Regions from separate parts of the Pan troglodytes genome. Here region 2 is linked to region 1. The links are chromatin contacts, called in public capture Hi-C maps. All regions are on one chromosome and are shown on one strand. Each heading gives the region's core, a stretch centred on a gene start, on an enhancer-like site or on the middle of the called end of the contact. The rest is flanking DNA. Distances are from core to core; before and after follow the strand shown.

Region 1 (3,457 bases), core at 466-2,965:
GTGTCCTGCTGGAGCATGGTGTACTCTGTGACCACTGGGATGACCGGCAGAAGGACGCTTCCCTCTTAAAGGATATAACAACTTAATAACACTTCACTACAATGTCACTTTCTCTTGAAACAGGAAATCCGTTTCCTATGGTAGGTACATTCTGAAGGGACAAAAGATACTAAGTGAGGACATTATGCAGAAATCCCAGACTACTTGGCTTCTTTCATCAGGAAATGATGTAGCTTCTAGAAAATTACAGAGAACAGTGGCTAAAGCAATAGTCATATACAGACTTCCCACAAGTCATCAACAAAAAGTCTTAATGACCCATATATTTAAATACATATGATTTTTGTAGCAAACTACTCTGTGACCCTAGGTCACACTGACAGATTTTTAAAACAAATCCTTGTTCCTAGAGTTATTGTGATGATGTCACCCTCCAATTATGTAAACATGTCAAAGCATCCACTCAAGTATTCACTTATGCCATGAGTCAAATCCCATCTCTTCTCTGCATGGTGAAGTATAGTTCATAAACACTACCAAAGACAGCAAATCTACAAGAGTGGTATACAAGCCACCTGACAACCTAGCTGAGAGAGTTAAATCTTAAGAGTAATCAACAATCACTCTGAATTAAAATATTTGGGGCTGCATTTGTATTAAATTCACCTGCAGTGACAGAAAGCCCCCACCAGGTGGAGTTTCAAATTCTTGGTTTCTTGCACTCCCAACTATTTCACGTTTGTCCTGACTCTGAGGACTTCACTCAAATTTAATAATGCAGCTGTTTTCTTTCTTTTTAAAAGCAAGTAATATGAAAGAAACTCAACCATTTAACTTTTTTTTAAAATTAGCTCACTCAAGAAAAACCAGAAGTCATTAAATACAGAATGAAAAATCACTGATTAAATCAGACTGAGACAAAAATCTCCAGGAGTCAAGGTGCCACAAGTACAAACTTTGAGGATCACTATACCTTCAGAAGGTCTTCCTAATTTTCTTTTTCCAAATCACCACCAACACATTCATTTAAGGGAGAAAAGGTCAAATCATGAAATTTTAAATTGGGTAAGACTATAGACAGTGATTTACCTGACTTCTGGATATTCACAACTGCATAGGTAACCAGATTCTGCATGTGAGGTGTTACCACTAAACACAGGCACATTAGAGGAATATGAATCCCCAGTAGTCACACGATCTCCCATTCAGAAGGTGCTGCCCTTTGGTCATAAAAATAGTGTTGAGAAAAACGCAGGTTCTAGCTACAGCCTCCTAGTACAGGCCCAGACATGATGGTGGTCTTGTGAAAGGGGATCATTCCCTGTTTACAAAGCAAGAGAGTCAGGTTCCCAGCTGAGCTGCAGGGTAAGAGCTGGGGCTGACTGAAGGGGTAGGATCTGGATCTGGCCATTCAACCATCCAACCTGAGCCTCCACAAGCTGTCCTCTGGTCCCCGGAACAAGACAGACTCAGCAAATCTAGGAAGGAGATTCTGCTCCAATATCCCCACCCACCCCACCTCCCCAGGTCTAACAGACGACCCAATCCATGGGGTGCAGCCCCACCCCCACTCAATCCCACACCCACTTACTGGCCTATTCATAGTTACTAAGCTCTCAATTCTAGTGTCACTCCAATCCTTAAAGAGCAAGTTTTAGGCACTAAACATTGACTGCTGGTATGGCAGATGCATCCTAAAGTAAACCCCTCCCTGCCATAAGTCACCCTCATGTAATTCCCTCCTGTTAAGTGCAAGGAGAACCGCTAACCTGCTTCTAAGCCACAGACTGTGGCAAAGGTAATGGGAGGCCATTCCCTTAATTAATCAAACTTATCAGGTCACATTACCCAGCCACTAAATATGTAGTGATCTCTTATGCAGCAACAGAAACCATACAGTTGGTGAGAGGAGTTTATCCCCTGATCCACTGCACACATCTCTGTCAGACCTCAACTCTTCCATCCCATTCCTGTCCTAAGGGAAATCACTATTAATGGCATCTTATGCATTCTTCTTGATAGTCCATACATAACTAAGCAAACTATTTTTCTCCCTTTTAATATAACAAATGGAAGCATATTATACATACTTCTTTGTCTTTCTCCCTCCAGGTTGTCTTGAAAAGGATTCTCCATCAGTACAAATAGAGCTCACTCCCTTTTAATGATTGCACTGAACTCCATCACATGAGTGTGCCATAATGATTTTAATCAGTTCCCGATTGATAAAGAAACACTTAAGACTTCTGATCCTAGGTTTATACACCTGTCACTTTACAGTGGGTAGAGTTAATTCCTAGAAGCAGAATTTTGCTGGGTCAACAGGCTATGTACACTTGTAATTCTGCTAGACTAGCACCAGTTCCACTAATTTATATTCCCACAGACAATGTATGGGAGTGCCTGCTTCCTCATCCCTTGCCAACCCAGGTGTTATCAAAAGGACATCAAATTGATTTTGTATTCCAGTACAAACTCTTGGCTCATAGTGTTTAGTTTCATCATTATTCTCAAGCTCATCAGGTTCATCTGACCGATATTTATGAAGGGCCTACTCTGTAAAAAGGGAACAGGTTGCTAAACAAAGAGAACAAAACACACCAATGAAATGAGCAAAAGCTTCTGAAATTCAGCAGAGAGGAAAACTGATTTCAACTTGAAAGAAATCTCCCTGGAGGAGGCAAGCTCCGACCTACCTAGATCCTGAAGGACATGTCAACTTTGGACAGAGAAAGGAGTCCCAGAAAGGAGGTGAGAACAAGCAGTGTGTTGGAACAGGAAAGCATAGGGTATGGTCCGTGGCACAGCAGTGTGAGGAGAGGAAGAGAATGCTCAAGTGGCAGCTCGAAGAGTGACTGCCCTGGCAAGGCCTGAGCTAGGGAAGAATCAGTCAGCTGATCTGAGAATTGGGATTTCCACTTTAGGCATTAGCTAAGTGATCATGAGAAATACTAGCTTACCTGGGCTTCAGGAGGTTAGCCCTGAAACCAAAATTTCTGTAGCTGCAGAACTGTGTGTTCAAAGTAAATCTTACAGTCAAGACTAACGACAAGCAAGCACAACTGCGCTGGGAGAGGGAACAGGAAGGAACTCAGCCCCTTATTCTAGTCGCTCCATCCTGATAACCTGAGGGAGGAGGGGGCAAGAAACTCTTAGGATTATGTGAAGCACAGTCTAAATGCAAGGAGGCCTAGGTAGCTAAGGTTCCCTTCAGCTCGAAAAACTACTCCAATTCAATGTCAGATGGTACACCTGTACCTTCATTTCTATTCTGCTTGCCTATGATTCATTTATTAACAGGAATTCACCGAGTACCTACTATATTTCAGACAGTGTTATAGGATCTGGGGAGACATGGGCTAAGGTTGCAAAGACTCTTCCCTCTCAGGTTTAATTTCTACTTGGAAGGGAGAGAGAAAAATGAAGAAATAAACGTATAATGTGTCAGAGCAACGAG
Region 2 (3,457 bases), core at 497-2,996, 130 kb after region 1:
CACAATCATGCCTGGCTAATTTTTGTATTTTTTGTAGAGACGAGGTCTCGCTATGTTGCCCAGGCTAGTCTCGAACTCCTGGGCTCAAGTGATCTGCCCGGCTTGGCCTCCCAAAGTGCTGGGATTACAGTCAAGAGCCACTGTGCCTGGCCAGGTGCTTTACACATTTGTCTAACCTGCTCTAACCTGTTGCATTGGGTGTTACCATCCTCATTTTCTAATGAGGAAACAGATACTCCAGGAGGGGAAGCAGCTTTGCCATTGTCACCCAGCCAGAAAAGGGCAGTGCCAGATGCAAATCCAGCTCTGCTGGTTCCCAAAGGCTCTGTGCTTTCCACCACACCCTGTCCCCAAGCCAGAGAACATCCAGAGGGCACTGGCAGGTAGCGCAGCCTCCTGACAAATATTAGGCAAGACACATCCTTGGAAGGCCAGGCAGGGAAAGGTATAGGCATTTTCTGGGGACAAAGAAATCATTGTGCAGATGTGGTTTCCCGGGGATACATTTCTCCTCCGTCATTTGGCTGGAGCAGAAGAGAGAGCTGCTGAAGGCCACTCCAACAGCTGTGAGACAAATCTCCCACCTGGCTGCAGACTGCTGGGAAGAAGGGGCCATGCATCCTGGCTAACAGCAGCCTGCTCGCCTGCTGCAGGCTCCCTGGGCTTTCCTAACAGTCTACGCAAAGGCATCTGATGGGCTCACCATTGGGATTTGCGAAGATCCTGAGCCCTCCAGCACTCTCTGCTCAGTCAGAGGGCTGTGTTTGAATTAAAAAGTGATGTGCAAAGACCAGGGCAGGTGAATACACACCACAGAAAACCTGTCTGTGGCAGATTATGCAAGGGTGTCTTTAACATTAGACTCTATGGTGGAGTCAGTGATTCCCAACAATATCTGAGGCTGAGGGCAAGAGGGAGGTGGGAATTGATTCTCTGAGACTCCATCTCACCAGAAAGCATAGCCCTGGCTCGAAGTTGCTCAGACAAGATTCTAGGATGAGAGGTGGGGAGGTGGAGAAGCATTCATTCCCAGTAGGGTGTGGGCGCAAGGTGCAAAGAAGCCCTCTGGGAAGGGCACAGCCACGGCCACATCCCCGAGGCATCTGCTAGGTGGGAAAGGGCAGCCTCGGCCTCACACTGATGCACGGCCCCTACTGACAACTGCTTAGAGGTGCACCTGCGCCTCCCTGAGCCGCACCATCACTCTGTTGGGCAGGCTGGGAAGGGAGCATCATTTCATTTTGTACATGAGGTCACTGAGGCTGAATGTACCCGGCTTGTAGGGAGCAGAGCTAGGGCTTGAACCCAGATTTGCAACTTAAAGCTCAAGGCCTCATCCACTACCAACCAACCAAGTCTGTGCTCCACCTTATTTTTCCAATGCTCACTGAGAAGCTGGACAGAGCGGACTTGTGTTCTGGAAAGCCTCCGGTTGTCTCGGGAGCCCATTTTGGTGTCAGAGGGATACATGTGGGCGCTGACTGGTAAGCGATGTGTTCTGATGCGGAGGAGCCTTGTGCCCCCAGGAGGTGCTTACCCCTTCCATGGGCGCGATGAGCAGGTCATACAGGGCACGGAGCGGGGGCTTGGCAAACGAGCTCTGCCTCCTGGGAAGAGAGGAGGTCCCGTCCTGGGTCGGTGACACAGTGTTACTGAACAGGCTCGTCATGCTCTGGCAGCTCCTGGGGAGGGAAGGGCCGAGGGATCAATCAGGGCCACTCAGACAGGCAAAGGCTCACCCTGGCCCTCCAAGCCATGCCCCTGTATGGAAGGCAGGCTGAGGCTTCACAGCAGCACCCCCGGCAGCCTCCCTCCCAGCTCCGTTCCCTTCTCTTCCCTTTCAGGTAATTTTCACACTACGGTGAGCACTGTCAGAAACCGCAGGGTAAACCAGCTGCACACAACAGCTTACATTTCTATGGAGTTTTTCTACATAATCAAATGTCCCTAAGTGCTGTTCAAAGGATTTAATTACATCCTGTGTGGAGCAATTGTGTGCAGGCAAACGTGAGGACCATTAGGAATCAGCGACAGCCACCAAGCCGATGAGGACAGTGCCCCAATGCCAATTAAGGTACCAAGGGGGCTGCAAACAGGACAAAGAGCATGTTGGCCCCCACCTTGGGCTCAGAGCAACTGCTGAGCACCCACCTGAGCCCCAGCACGGGCTCTGTGGCAAGGCAGTAGAAACCCCTGGCCCCATGGCCTCATTGGGAAGATGCTATGACCAGGCAGCAGCTGCAGAGTGGGTCGGTTTGAGTATGGCTGTATAGTTTTGTTTCGCTTTTAAATTTCTGTTCCAATGTTTCCAGGCATAGTTTTATTAATACAGAAGCATTTTCAACCCCAAGGACCCCAAGCTTCATACTTCCAACATGGGATGAGAGCATTCACTGATTCATTCATTCACTCATTCATTTGGAAAATTTTCCCCAAGCACTGGCTGTCTGCCAGGCACTGGTATAATCTCTGGGAACCTACAGAGGACAAAATGCACAAGTGAGCAGAAGAGATACAGGGAGGGGAAACGAGTCCATTTCCAATGCAGCAACAAGGCTGCCCACGTGCATCCTCTCAGCACCTGCCCTGTGGCCTGGCCACTGTGGCCGCAGCACAGCCATCAGTGACATTCTGTGCCTGATTACTGGACAGACAGTGATTTTTTTTTTTAAACAGACAAGGTATCATCCTTCCTGTAGGAGATAGCTTAAAAAAAAAAAAAAAAAGACAAATTGTTGCTCTGTGACCCAGGCTGGAGTGCAGTGGTGCAAACATAGCTCACTGCAGCCTCAACCTCCTGGGCCCAAGTGCTCCTCCTGCCTCAGCCTCCTGAGGAGTTGGGTCCACAGTTATGTACCACAACACCTAGCTAATTTGTAAATTTTTTTTTTTGTAGAGATGGGGTCTCACTGTGTTACCCAGGCTGGTCTTGAACTCCTGGGCTCAAGCAATCCTCCCACCTTGGCCTCCTAAAGTGTTGGGATTACAGACGTGAGACACCACACCCCACCATCAGTGATCTCTTAACCTCGATTTAGACACTGTGCATAGTTTAAGAGTTTCTGCTACATACTCTAGGACTCTTAAGGGCAAAGACCATGCCTTAAACCAGATACACTGCTGAGGTTCAGTAGGTACTCTGGCTACTGGCAGTGACAGCAACTAGATTGTTGCCGAAGAAAAGCACAGAAGGCTGCTCCTCTCTGCTGGTCCAGGCCAGGAGCTGTGACATCAAAATAAATTATTTGAAAGATTCAGTGATGTGTTTTCCAGGTAAGGTTTCTACCCCTAGCTCTCTCCCACTCCTCCCAGTGATCTTGGCAATGCACCACTTGACCTAAATTCTAGGGTCATGCCAAGCCAAGCTCTCAGCACCCTCAGCCCCCAGCCTGGTGCCTGTGAGAGAAAAGCAGAGCAGCAGGACTTGGAGGGCCAGGGAGCCCACTCACGTCCGCTC

The links. Capture Hi-C pulls out chosen DNA fragments and counts their contacts.
Region 2: a capture Hi-C map of stem cell-derived neural stem cells shows a contact between it and region 1, with 4 times the contacts expected there. The contact joins two enhancer-like sites. A contact is called at or near these places in 5 of 7 Hi-C or Micro-C datasets (blood, induced pluripotent stem cells, a lymphoblastoid cell line and 1 more) and 1 of 1 other capture datasets (stem cell-derived neural stem cells).

The regions. Positions count from the first base shown.
Region 1 is chr23:30,040,801-30,044,257 of NHGRI_mPanTro3-v2.0_pri, forward strand. The region is part of intron 7 of PITPNB (phosphatidylinositol transfer protein beta); the gene reads right to left. Among named protein-coding and RNA genes, the nearest start is that of PITPNB, 32 kb to the right of the region's middle. Within about 2 kb of position 1,716, at least 2 of the 24 cell types and tissues checked have an H3K27ac peak or open chromatin away from gene starts, as enhancers often do. A contact at or near this core is called in stem cell-derived neural stem cells, where this site is marked.
Region 2 is chr23:30,168,240-30,171,696 of NHGRI_mPanTro3-v2.0_pri, forward strand. TTC28 (tetratricopeptide repeat domain 28) reads right to left here. Exons shown (of 22, transcript XM_009438072.5): 14 at 1,538-1,682. Among named protein-coding and RNA genes, the nearest start is that of PITPNB, 96 kb to the left of the region's middle. Within about 2 kb of position 1,747, at least 4 of the 24 cell types and tissues checked have an H3K27ac peak or open chromatin away from gene starts, as enhancers often do. A contact at or near this core is called in stem cell-derived neural stem cells, where this site is marked.